Regions from separate parts of the Hordeum vulgare genome. Here region 2 is linked to region 1. A link is a contact called in public Hi-C data. All regions are on one chromosome and are shown on one strand. Each heading gives the region's core, a stretch centred on a gene start, on an enhancer-like site or on the middle of the called end of the contact. The rest is flanking DNA. Distances are from core to core; before and after follow the strand shown.

Region 1 (6,585 bases), core at 1,745-4,244:
GAAAACGACGACGAAAAATGTATCATCCGGGAAAGTTAGTTCCAGATCAAAATAATCCTTCTGCACTAGCTTTGCTCCCGATACCCTACCCCGATTGATGATTCTTCTCCCTTTGATTGACCCTTGAAATTGAGAATATACTTCACTTTTTGGTTCATTTCCTCTTGCATGCTCATCAACATCATCATGTCCACTTCTTCGTCCAAATCCAATGAATTAGAAAACTCATCTTGAATCAGTTGATCAAGCTCCGTCGGTCCATACTCCTCGTCGGACGAAGCATCGGAATCCATGGTTTCCCATAAAAATTTCACCAACAAACTCGGTCACACATTATGTTGAACACATTCGGCGCAAGGCACAACCAAAGAGTTGTCGGACGTATCGCGGTGTCTTTCGAGCCACCGACGACGTCCTGCGCGGACGGGTCATGAGAGATGATCCATCGACCGAGCGACCGGGGTGGCAGATGCTACTAGGCGACGGATCGCACGCGGCAGCGGAGCTGCGAGACAAACGACACGGAAGGAAGAAGAGAGGAAAATAGGAAATGAATCCAGCAATTCTGTGGGGTGGATTTGGTGCAATCTGCGGTAGCATCGGGTTGTCGGGTCTGACATGACGCGCGTGCGCGGGTGTGTTCGGGCTCCCCCATATCCGCCCCGTATTTGGGCTGCATATGGGGGAGCCGGTCAGTCCGGACGTTTGAGGTCCGTTCGAGAGGCCCGTCTGAGTCGAATATTTGTGACCGAGCAGTGACCGCACGACATACCCAAATGTTTGAGAGGGTTTGAAGGGTCCGGTTGAGATGCTCTTAGAGCATCTCTAGCAGATCCCGTTTAAAGCCGCGACCCGCAAAAATAACCGCCAAAATACGTGTCGGCGCGTAAAATGATGCCCGACCAGACCCCCGCAATCGCGTCCGACCCATAAATATTTTTGAGGGGCGCGGTAAAATCCCATCCCCAACCCGCTAAAATGCAGGTTTCCGCCTCGCCCGTACGGTGCCTCGTATCCCAGGAAGCGGTTGGCGGGAGGGACATTTCAGCCCGCGCCATTTCCCCACCCCCTTCCACCGCCGCCCGCCATTGGTTCCGCCCGTCCGCCGCCGACAATTCCGGCCAAATCTGCACGCGGAATCACGCCGCGGGGGCGCCCTTACGCTCTTCCACCGAGCCGTTGTACTGGCTCCCCGGATCCGTCGATCCACTGCTGGAGAGCCACTGCCCCCGAGCAGCCAGTGAGTTTGTACTTGTGCTTGTGGCGAGCGGTATGCATACTTGGTTAACGTGGTGCGCGTATTTGTAAATTTAGATGGAATTGATCCCGTGCGAGAAGTTTTTGCTCGACGATTTGTCCTATTCGAATGACTCGAATGTTGAGACGCTGCTTCTCAACTATCGCCAGCAGACGTTGGTGATGACCCTTGCCGTGAAGGAGCACGAAGACGAGAACTAAAAGGGGTGGCAAGGATCGACCGTTGGTCGTCTTTGCATTCCTCGAAATCGCCATCTCGGGAACGAGATGTTGATGCAAACTACTTCACGGACAATCCAACATATCCGTCGCACCTCTTCCGGAGAAGGTACCGAATGCGTTGATCCCTCTTTGTGAAAACTGTTCAAGCTTGCGAGGCCAATTGTTGGTATTTTACTCAAAGAAGAAATGTCGCGGGCTTGAAGGGATTTAGTGCATATCAAAAAATCTCGGCATCTACGCGGGCAATTGCATACGGCATTCCGGTTGACTATGCCAATGAGTACGTTTGCATTGGTGAAGATACTACAATTGATTTAGTGCATAGGTTTGCCAAAGTGAACATCCGTGTCTTTGGTCTTAGATATCTTCGGGCAACCAACAAGGAAGACACAAAAAATTTGATGGCATCTAATGACAGAAAAGGTTGGTCTAACATGCTAGAAAGCATAGGTTGTATGCATTGGACTTGAAAAATTGTCCAATGGCATGGCAGGGAATGTACTGTGGCAAGTCTCGTGATACAACAATTGTGTTAGAGGCCGTAATATCCGAGGATTTATGGATTTGGTATTGCTTTTTCGGTATGCCGGGTACTCTCAATGATATCAATGTGTTGCAAGAGTCTCATTCGTTTGCTAGGCTTGGTAGTGGTGATGCTCCTGCTTGCAACTGCACTATCAATGGACATGAATACACAAAGGGGTACTATCTTACACATGGTATATACCCTTCTTGGTGCATAATTGTCAAGAGCATCAAAGACCCCAAACCAGTAAACCGTGTGAATTCGCAAGGGCACAAGAGGCAACACGAAAAAACATTGAAAGAGCATTCGGGTTTTTGCAATCTAGATTTGCCATTGTTCATGGCCTTGCTCATTTTGGGACAAACTATCCTTGAAAAATATCATGACATATTGTGTTATTCTTCACAATATAATTATTAAAGATGAGAAAGACATGAACTTGAAGTTCTTCTGAGACAATGTGGATAGCCATGTCAAACTAGTTAGAGACCCTAACCGCATTAAAGCTTTCCTTCAGACCTACAAGAAGATTGAAAATGCAAACATCCACTTTCAGCTTAAGGAGAATCTCATTGAGCACCATTGACAAAGGGCTGGAGAGTAACACATTCTATTTTTCCATTCATTTTTATTTAATTTATATGTGATTTGTATTCGGAACAAGTTTTATATTGAATTATTTAGTTTGCTTTGGTGATTTGAATAATTATTGTAATTTGAATGATTATTGTATTATAATATTCATATTTTTTATATTACAAATTAATAGTTTTGAATACGTGCATATGTGTTAAATTCAGATAAAACCGCATCTGATATACGAACCGACACGGGCGCCGGCAGAACACACATCGCACAACGGAATTGTAAAATGAAATATCTGCAAATATTCCATTTTATAGTTTGGCTACATGAGTGGTGTACGTAGTACTACCTTAGATGCAAAATTAGAACGATTGTACATACCTCGAACAGCTGTCCACATATCAGCACATGTATCTCGCGACATGGACCGTACAAGTCCCCACCGTGGTTCTCCTCCGTTCAGACCAAGATTTTTTTTCTCTCGCGATGGCGACGTACATGAACGGTTCAAGTTAGGTAGGTAAACGACAGCAGCGTCGCTCTAAGGCATGACTAACAGTATGGTTTACATTTAAAAAAAAAACAGTATGGTTTTTTTTAGGGGAAATAGTGCCGCTTTTTATTTAACTCGCACTAGAAATCTCATGGGAAATTACACTTAAAAGGAAGTCTGGTGGTACAACCACCCAAATCTGTGACCTATTGTCACCTACAGCAACTTTAGCAAGCTTGTGCGCAGCACCATTCTCAGATCGACGGACCCATGTTACCTTGGCTTCCAACCTTAATCTTAACAGCTCCTTGATCTCCCGTACCCAGTGTTCCAGCGATGATAAATTATTGGAGGATTGGTTAATCTGCCGCACCACCTCCTTGCTATCTAGCTCTACATGACACGTTGAAAATTCCTGTCAACCGCCACCTGAAGTGCTTGTTTATAGGCCATGACTTCCACTATGCATCCGGGCGTAACCGGGCATCCTCGTATCGTTTTTATATTTGTGTCAAGTTTAAGAAATGTCCGTCAGTTCGGATGTATAGAGACCAAATAAGGTGTCTGATTGATTCACTTTTTTAACCGGACACTGGTCGCGCGGATGTTACACGCGTTTATAGAGAGTAGGGGGTCCGGCTGGGATTAAGGCCTTGTTTGGAACCACTCAGATTATACAATTCAGTTTTTATTATCTATTGTGTCTCCAAACATGACAAATTATGGTCTAGATTATAAAAACTAGATGGATTGCTAATGACCTATTACCTTTGTAAAGTTGGAGATAATTACATTTCTGCCACCGCCACTCTCTTCTTTTAAAAAAACAGAGGGCAAACATGTCATTATGCAATATAAAACATGGATTACAGTTTATATAATCTGGCCTCCAAACATGCTCACTTAGATTATTTTTATAAACCGATAATCTACCTTTATAATCCAGATTATCTAATCTATTGGCCTAATACATGGTGAACTTGGAGGAGATTCGGTCGAGTAGACGGGTAGAGCATTAGGATTTAGGAGCCTACTTGATGATTAAATTAACAGTTTGACACTGATTGAAGGTAGAGGGTTACTACTAGTTTAATACTTCATTCGTCCTAGAATAAATATCATTGTCTTAATGTTATATTTGTATTAACTTAACATTGATTTTTTTAATATTCATCTTAGGACAAAGGAAGTAGCTTCTTCTATTGTGCTCACTAACCATATTTTCGCAAAGAGGTAGAGCTGCATAAGCACATTGTATCCAACACTGTTTTCTGGCAAATTTCTAACGGTGTCCGTACAAGTCATCCTACTTAAGAACATCTTCACCAAATGCCAAAAACTATTCTGCACGTTAAAAACCATTTTTTGTCATCAGATACGCTTCAGCGGATGTTATAAAATAGTGCGCGTGTTAAAAAGTTTTTGGACATACGTTAAAAAAACGCTATCGCACGCCACAAATTTAAGACGTCAGACCACGCGCGTTTCATAATTTACACTGCGTGTTTTTTTAAGCACGCGTTTTTGTACAATGTGAACAACCAATATTACCCCTTCCGCAAAAAAAAAAAAAAACCAATATTACCTGCGACGCGCTAAAAGTGCTACAATGACACTGTAAAACTATTTTAGCACTTGATATTTTAGCGCCGCTGTTCAGGATGCTTTAACTATATAACCACTTTTCGCAAGCAGCAGCGACTAATCATGTGGTGGTTCTGAATTTCTAAAACCCGTGGGCACCGTACGCACCACAACGTGAGCATGCCAACAAATTCATGACAACGCCTCATACCCGGTGGCTGCGAAGATCAAGGAGTGCACTTGATAACCTGACCGTGTAACTGATGCGAAAAGAGCCAAGGTCTTTTTGATGGCGCTATCAGTTGGCTTTTCAAGTGACACAGGTCCGCGCGCCTAGTCTCCGCTGCCGCTCGACAGGGACGCCGTCGGTGAGAAATCGCCAGCGACGCAGCGCCACCGCAAGTCTCCTTCCATCTCGCAACCGTATCCCTGCACTTATCCTCCCCGGCCGCCGCGGTTAAACGCCACCCGTGAGGTGAGGCCCTGGCTGGTCTCGGGGTGCACCACGCACCAATCACCTTGCTGCTTTACATCTCGCATCTATCCTCGTTGGCTGTCCAAGTCCAATGTGCAAGTGTGCAGCTCGTGTGTATTCTGATGGGTCTCCCCTGTTCACACTCTTCTGATATCTGCAGGTAGTGTCAGTGAGGCATCGTTTCTAGAACCTTCCATGCTCCAGAAGCTCAGATTTTTTTTGGAGGTCAGATAGCAAACATGTGGTATTGGTAAGGTTGCGTAATAAAAGCATCTCTAGCATATCCTGCATATTGCCGCGTCCCCTAAAATAACCGTTTCTTTTCTTGGAGCTGCATATTTCTGTCCGTGCTCACCAAATGTCTAGTATATTTCTGTCCGTGCTCGCCAAATGTCCAGAGCGCCCTCCAGTTTACGCAGCGACTGAGTTAAAATGATGCTAGCGGGGGATCAATTCTGGGGTCAGCCTTTTTTTTTTGAACAACCAATTCTGGGGTCAGCTAGTTGCTTCTCAGCGCTGCTAACCACCACGCCACACTCGACACTTATTGTACACCGTAAAGAGCGCGGCCTACTAGAAGAAAAAGGAGTAGGGTTTTAGCATGTTTACCTTCTTTTTATGTTTTACTTTTTTTCTTTTTGTTTCTTCATTTTTATTTGGTTTTTCCGTGTTTTTTTCCTTTTCCCCTTTTCTTTTTTGTTTGATTGGTTTTCTTTTCTCTTCTCCATTTTTTATTTGGTTTTCTTTTTTCCTTCTCTATTTTTTATTTTTCTCTTTTCTTATGTTTGTTTTGGGTTTCACTCACAATTTTCATATATGTGAAAAACATTTTTCTAATAAGTGATACACGTTCAACATTGTCTGAACGCTTATTCAAACTTTTTCAAATACCTTTTCAAAATTTTAATTTTTTTAAGTACTTGTTTAACATTTTTCAAATATTTGTATAATATTTTTCAAATACTCATTCAGCATTGTATAATGCTTATTTAAAAAAATCAAATATTTTTATTAACGTTCTTAATACTTATTCTACATTCTCAAATACTTGTTAAACATTTTTAATAAATATTCATCATTTTTAAATAATTGCTAAACATTTTTAATACTTGTTCATCGTTTTCAAATACTTGTTCATCATTTTTCAAATACCCATTCAAAAAAATTCCATTCTTGTTCAAATTTTTTATATGAATAGTTTTTGAAAAGTATTTTTTGTTATATATTTTCAAAAAATATAGAAAAGTACAAAAATAAAGCAATAAAAGAGAACAGAAAACAGAAGCCGAAAAAAGGTGGTTGCCGGCCCATATGGGGCTTCCCCGACGCGAGAGATCCCCCTGACTCGCTTAGGGCTTGTTCGGTTAGGCAAGATTTGAAGAGGTTTGACATAGATTGAAAGGGATTAAATCCCTTACAAGTCAAAATCCTCCTCAAACCTGT
Region 2 (6,585 bases), core at 1,141-3,640, 260 kb after region 1:
ACGTGCCCTCATAGGCAAGGACAGCAGAGATCGTGCTAGCGAGTCCCAAGACTTGCTATTTTGGTGCAAGAATGCCACGGTGACGCTGCGTGTTGGGATGGACATCACTGGCGAGCCCACCAGTGCGTCATGGACGACGCCTTTGGCAGGCGAAGACCATCGTTTGTCAAGATAATACTGAGCGTGTGTCCCCCTTCGAATTGTTGTTGTGTGGCAACCCTTTCCTGCCAATATTTTTAGAGAAGAAGACCAAGGCAACTATAAGAGGGACAAAGTTGCTACCATAGACAAGGTTGGATGTTGGTCGGCCATTTCCACCTTCCTCCACATTGTAACACTTGCGGATAACCACAAGAGCAATTCGACACAACCAAGAGTAGGGTTTTACACCACTTGGTGGCCCAAACCTGGGTAGCTCTATGTGTCCCCGTCGTGTCCTCTGTGTGTCCTCCCAAGCAGCGATCATTCGTAGTCTCTCCAAGGTCACGTCGGGTCATGAGATAGCGGGCAAAGTCCCCATTGTTCGAACCACGGTTCTTGGAGGGTTTCCCTTAGGCCCAAAACCACTCTCCAACACATATGACCAAATATGAAAGAAAGCACCATATTTACACGCGACGTCAAGTTATATGACCATAAATTCGTATTTTTATATTTGTACCACCAAAACTGAACATGGAGCGCAGTTCTATGACTATCGGTGATATTACCTCTTTAGCAACTTTGGAACTACCATCTTCGTGTAAAAGATGATATCCAACCAGAAGTGGAGACCTCTGAACCCGGATTGGTTACTATCAATACTGATGGGGTGTTAAATGTCAATGGCATGATGGGAGGAGCGGGAGGAGGGGCTCGATCACACCTGGCATTCCTTGGATGATGGAGCAAACCTTTACAAGGTGTGTCAGACCCGTTCACAGCTGAATAATTAGCTCTTCATGAAGGCATGATCTTCGCTCAACTTCGTGGTTATTCACATGTTATAATGAAGGTTGACTGCTTGGAGTTGGTCAATCTATGCAAGTCGCGTAGCAATTCACGATCGATTTCAGCGCCTAGCTTGAAGGAATTAGAGGAGATCGGAGCGAGTTTCTTATTTCTTTCCTACGAGTTGATTGTAACTGTATGTTAGTTTGTTAATAAAGCTCCTAACTCGGTGCATAAAGACACTCACAAACCTTTTAAAATGGTCACAAGAGCAGACCACTCAAAAGGGATATTATATAGCCCAACATCCACACACATCGCTACGGCATCAAAGCTCCTATCAACGGACTATTACGAAGTAAGGCATCCCTTCAATGACAAACTAACAAGGCTATATGACGCTCCATCAATGAGACCTCATGTTCCGTAGGAGCGACTTCTCGCCCATTCCAAGATGTAAGTAGGTCACACCTCTCATACCACGCTACTCAAACGACGAAGTACTATATCAGTCGTGCTTCTCACTCGTTTTGTTTATCGTCTTTTCATTGTTTTTGGATTGGTTTTCTTTGGTTATCTTCAGTTGTTATATGGTTTTCTTTGACTTTTCCTTATTATTTATATTTTATATTTCGTTTTCTTCCATTTTTTCTATTCGTTTTTCCATTCTTAATTTTCACCAGTTTTCATCAATATTTTATTTTATTTTCTCTTTTATTTCAAAGCAATGCTAATATATTCATACACATGGTTAACTTTTCATATACATCAGGGATATTTTTACATTTAAAACAAAATTCAAATGCATAATTAACTTTTTTCAAATATATGTTTTGATGCCTGCATTTTTCAACCACATTGCATGTTTTTTGTATACATCTAAAATGTTTTTATACACATTTCATTCTTTCTAAATACATGACTAACATTGTTTAATACATACCTTTGAACATTTTTGTAATGCGTGCTAAACATTTTTCAAATACACACTTAAATTTTATTGATATGAACATGTTTTTAAATTATGCAATATTTTTTATGTTTTAGATTTTTTTATAAATGTCACAATCATATTTTTGAGATGCATGCACTTTTTTCAATGTAACATACTTATTTTTAAAGGCCCGAATTTTTTTTAGTTAGACGAGTCTTTTGTTCTTACAGTGCATACCATTTTGTAAAAATAGCACATCCATTTTTATAAACGCATATAACTCTTAATTGTCACATACATTGTTTTAATGGTACAAATATTTTCTAAAAGTTGAGGGATAATTTTCTGAACATTGAATTAAAAAATCAATGAACACTTTGAAAAAAGCAATATATGTATTGAGTATTTATATAATATGAAGAAATGTGTCAAATATACAAATACATGTCGGTGGTGTCTACGTGACAAACCGACATGGTTACTGGGCCAGCCTTGTAGGCAAGCAGACCTCTTGTTTCGCACAAAGCAAGGCATACTCCGGCCCGTATGTTTTGTGCTTAGCGCGGGGAAACGTTGGGACGGCTGTGATCCTATGGAAGCTCTTACCTGGAAAATACTATTTACCGCTAAGATGTCGGGACTTCGCACACGGATGACGAGGGAGCGACACGATATGGGCCTGCCCACTACGATCCCGATTTTGTATATCTTTTAGGGCCTGTTTGGTTCAGGTGTATCTTTATACACCTATATTTATTTTACAGGTCTACTCCGTATATTTTAACTAGAAACCTTATACACCTGCTAGGATACCGATCCCACTTGATTTTTATACACCTGTTAGGATACCGATCGTACTTGATTTTTAACTAGAAACAAAAACGACCAATGAAGGTCTGTATATTTTACAAGGATATGACTCTCTCATACGCCAATCCAATCAGGCCCTTAAACTTTCCTAGCCGGTTTTTTCGGGTTTGGGTACTTTCTAAAGGTTCCTTGAACCGACTTTTCTTTCTTTTTTTTCTTTATCCTTTCCTGGTTCTTTTTTCTGTTTCTGTTTCAAAAATGATGTGGCTTTTCAAATAATGTTCTGGATTTTCAAAAAATGTCTGGCATTTTAAAAAATTATTCTTCAAATACGAAAAATATTTTAGATTTTAGAAAAATGATCTCCATTTTCAAAAAATGTACTGGGTTTCGAAAAAACGTTCTTCAAATTCTGTTTTGCTTTTGTTCAAGAAAAACTTGCGATTTTCAAAATTTGGTCTGAATTTTCAAACAATGATTGGGATTTTTCAAAAAAGAACTTCAAATTCCGAAAATATTTCCAGCTTTTTTTCAAAAAATGGTTCTGGATTTCCAGAAAATATTCTGAATTTTGAAAAACTGTTCGGGATTTACAAAAATAATTCTTCGAATTCTGAATATATGTTTAATTTTTTTTAAATGTTCTGGATTTTTGAAAAAATATTCTAGATTTTTGAAACATGTTCAAGAATTTCAAAAAATATTTTGGATTTTCAAAAAGAATTCAGCACTTTCAAAAATTGTTCTTCAAATTAAAAAAAAAAATATTTGTTAGAAAGATGTTCTCGATTTTCAAAAACGTACTGGGTTTTCGAAAAATGTTCTTCCAATTCTGTTTCTGTTTTTCATTCTAAAAAATGTTCTGGATTCTCAAAAAATGTTCTTCCAATTCGGCAAATGTTTCTGCTATTTTCCAAACATTGTTCAGGAATTTGTAAAAAATGTTCAGAAATTTCAGAAAATGTTCAGGGTTTTCAAAAACTGTTATTCAAATTCGAAAAATCTTTTCACTTCTTAGAAAAAATTGTTCCGGATTTAAAGAAAATGTACTACAATTTCAAAAGATGTTCTTAATTTTCACAAAATGTTCGGGATATTAAATATTGTTCTTGAAATGCGAGATATGTTTTAATTTATTAGAAAAATGTTCCTCAAATTATATTTCTGATTTTGCCAGGAAAATGTTCTGGATTTTGAAAAAAACGTTCTTGATTTTCAATAAATGTTCTTAATTTTCAAAAAATGTTCACAATTTCCGAAAAATGTACCGAGTGTTCAATAAATGTTCTTCAAATTTGAAAAATGTGTCTGTTTTTTTCAAAAATGTTCTGGATTTTCAAAAAATGTTCTGAATTTTCAAAAAATGTTGGGCATTTTTGAAAATTATTCGTCAAATTCTAGAAATGTAGTTGTTTTTATAAATATGTTCTGGCTTTAAAAACAATGTTCTGATATATTTAAAATGATTTTTCACATAATCTTCTTGATTTTCGAAATTTGTTCTCAAAAACTAAAATATATTCATATTTTCAAAAAATGTTGACGTTTCTGAATTTGTTCAGTATTTTCCAAATTTGCTCTCATTTTCAAAATTTGTTCTCAAATTTTCAAAAACTGTGACGCTTTTAAAAACTTATTCATGCTTCCAAATTTGTTCGGGGCTTTGAAAATTGTTCTCTGTTTCAATATTTTGTTCTTAAAATTCAAAAAATGTTCGTGTTTGAAAATTTTGTTCGCGGTCCTAAATCTGTTCTCAATTTTTCAAAAAGCATCTTAGTTTAAAATTTTGTTCTTAAGATTAAAAAAATGTTCATTCTTTGAAAAATTATTCTTGTTTTCAAATTTGTTCCCTGTTTTAAAGAACATTCAAGCTTTCAAAAAGGATTTAATAAATTCAACATTTGTTAGTTTTCATTAAAAAGTAAAACGGCAAGAAAAACGTCCGAAAAAGAAAAACAAAATATGGAGAAAAAAAAGAAGCTACAGTTGCCGTATGCCTACTCGGCCAGCCCATTTGTGGGTCGCCCTGTGCGTCGGCAGATAGCAGTCAGGGGTGGCCCTCGTTGCTGGAGGGAAGAGCTGCAACACACAGGTGCTCGTACTAACTGGGCGGACCCAGCTTTTTTCTTGTTTCAGAGAAATCTAATAAATTTTCTTCTGTTTCTTTCTCCCTTTTCTGCTTATTTCCTTTTTTCTAGTTTTTCTTTCTTTTTTCCTTTCATTTTCGTATTTGAAGCAAAAACAATCGAATTTGAAGAACATTTTTTGAAAACCAGAACATTTTTTAAATTTAAGAAAAAAAGGAAATAAACAGAAAAGGAAAAAAATCTTTTCTGTTTATTTCTTTTTTTCGTTCGTTCTTTTTTTATTTTTTATTTTCTTTTCGTATATGAAGCACAACATTTCTTCGATTTTGAGAAAAAAATTGACACTGAGAACAATTTTGAGAAATTGTGAACAAATTTAGAAGCACGAACATTTTTTTCAAATCATGAAGATTTTCTGAATTTTGAGAACAAAATTTTGAAAAAGATAAAAATTTGAAAACCCCAAACAAATTTAAAAGCGCGAAAAAAAAATTAAAGCACTAACATTTCCTGAATTTGGAGGTGAAATTTCAAAACCGATAATAATTTTGAAACATCTTGAACAAATTTGGAAGCATGAACATTTTCTTTAAATCCGGACATTTTTTCAATCTTGCGAACAAAATTTTGAAACGGAGAATGATTTTGAAAAACCCCAAACAAATTTGGAAGCACGAACAATTTGAACATTTTTTTAAACGTGAAATTTTTTGAAAGCACGAACAAGTTTTTAAAACATGTTTTTTTTTAATTTCGAAAATAAATTTGAAAAACGAGAACAATTATAAGAAATCATAACCAAATTTGGGAGGCTGAATAATTTTCTAAACATGTTTAAAGCAAGGACAAATTTCTAAATTGAAAAAAAATTTCTAAAATTTAAGAACAGTTTCTGAAAATCCAAAACATTTTTGAATAATCCATAAAAAAAATCGAATTTATGAAAAACAATAAAGTTTTGAAATTTGAAACATTTTCTAAAAGCAAGAACCTTTTTTTGCAATTTAAGGACATTTTCCGTATTTGAAGAACAGTTTTAGAAAATCTAGAACATTTTTTAAAACAAAGACAAAAAAAATAAAAAATAAATAGGAAAGAAAAAAGAAAAAAATATAGAAAATTGTTCAGAAATCTTATGGATGTTTCATAAAACCGAAAAAAACTAAGTGAAAGGTTCCCAAAACCAGGATCACTGAAGCGCTAAATGGACCAGCCCAAAAGATCCTTGGCCACCAATCTTATGCGTTTGTCTGACTATTTGTCGCGAAGAGCGGCTAATAGGGGATTCCGTGATCCGATGCCACTATGCCTTCCATATAGCAAGATGTAGGAATCCTCGATGATGACGATAGCAACAAGGGCTGCCCGAGGCGGCGCGGGATGTCTTTTGTTTCTGTTTCCTTTTTTCATATTCTTGTTTTTATTTTTTGTTTTTTTATACATCCCAATATTCCTAATAAATATATTACACTATTCATGATTTCTTTGAGTACATCTCCTTAATTGTGACCACAACAACTACATCTTGCAAGAGAAGGGATGCATTGGCAGAGGGACATCATCAAGATATTCTGCATGAACTTGAGAGTGGTGAGATATGTACAGGAAGGGGCTTGCACCAATCAACTACCCTTGCTAGGCCAGGTGATATTAGATGGGGTTCCCATCATACTACCTTGCTTCGTTTGAATCCAATGTGGCCCTCCGTGTTACAGGTGCTTAGTACGGTTGATGAACATGGACGTGGGCCGTCTCGAGCAGCGGGTTTGATAGAAAAAATGTAGAGCTTTAAATTTGCTTTCATTCTAAAGCTTATGTTTAAGT

The links. A called contact is a pair of places that touch in the nucleus more often than the background predicts.
Region 2: a Hi-C map of leaf shows a contact between it and region 1, with 3 times the contacts expected there. The contact joins two enhancer-like sites. A contact is called at or near these places in 2 of 6 Hi-C or Micro-C datasets (leaf and seedling).

What each region holds. Positions count from the first base shown.
Region 1 is chr3H:544,929,792-544,936,376 of MorexV3_pseudomolecules_assembly, forward strand. No RefSeq gene overlaps it. Among protein-coding and RNA genes, the nearest start is that of LOC123444865, 67 kb to the right of the region's middle. Within about 2 kb of position 2,995, at least 3 of the 3 cell types and tissues checked have open chromatin away from gene starts, as enhancers often do. A contact at or near this core is called in leaf and seedling, where this site is marked.
Region 2 is chr3H:545,187,386-545,193,970 of MorexV3_pseudomolecules_assembly, forward strand. No RefSeq gene overlaps it. Among protein-coding and RNA genes, the nearest start is that of LOC123440519, 32 kb to the right of the region's middle. Within about 2 kb of position 2,391, at least 3 of the 3 cell types and tissues checked have open chromatin away from gene starts, as enhancers often do. A contact at or near this core is called in leaf and seedling, where this site is marked.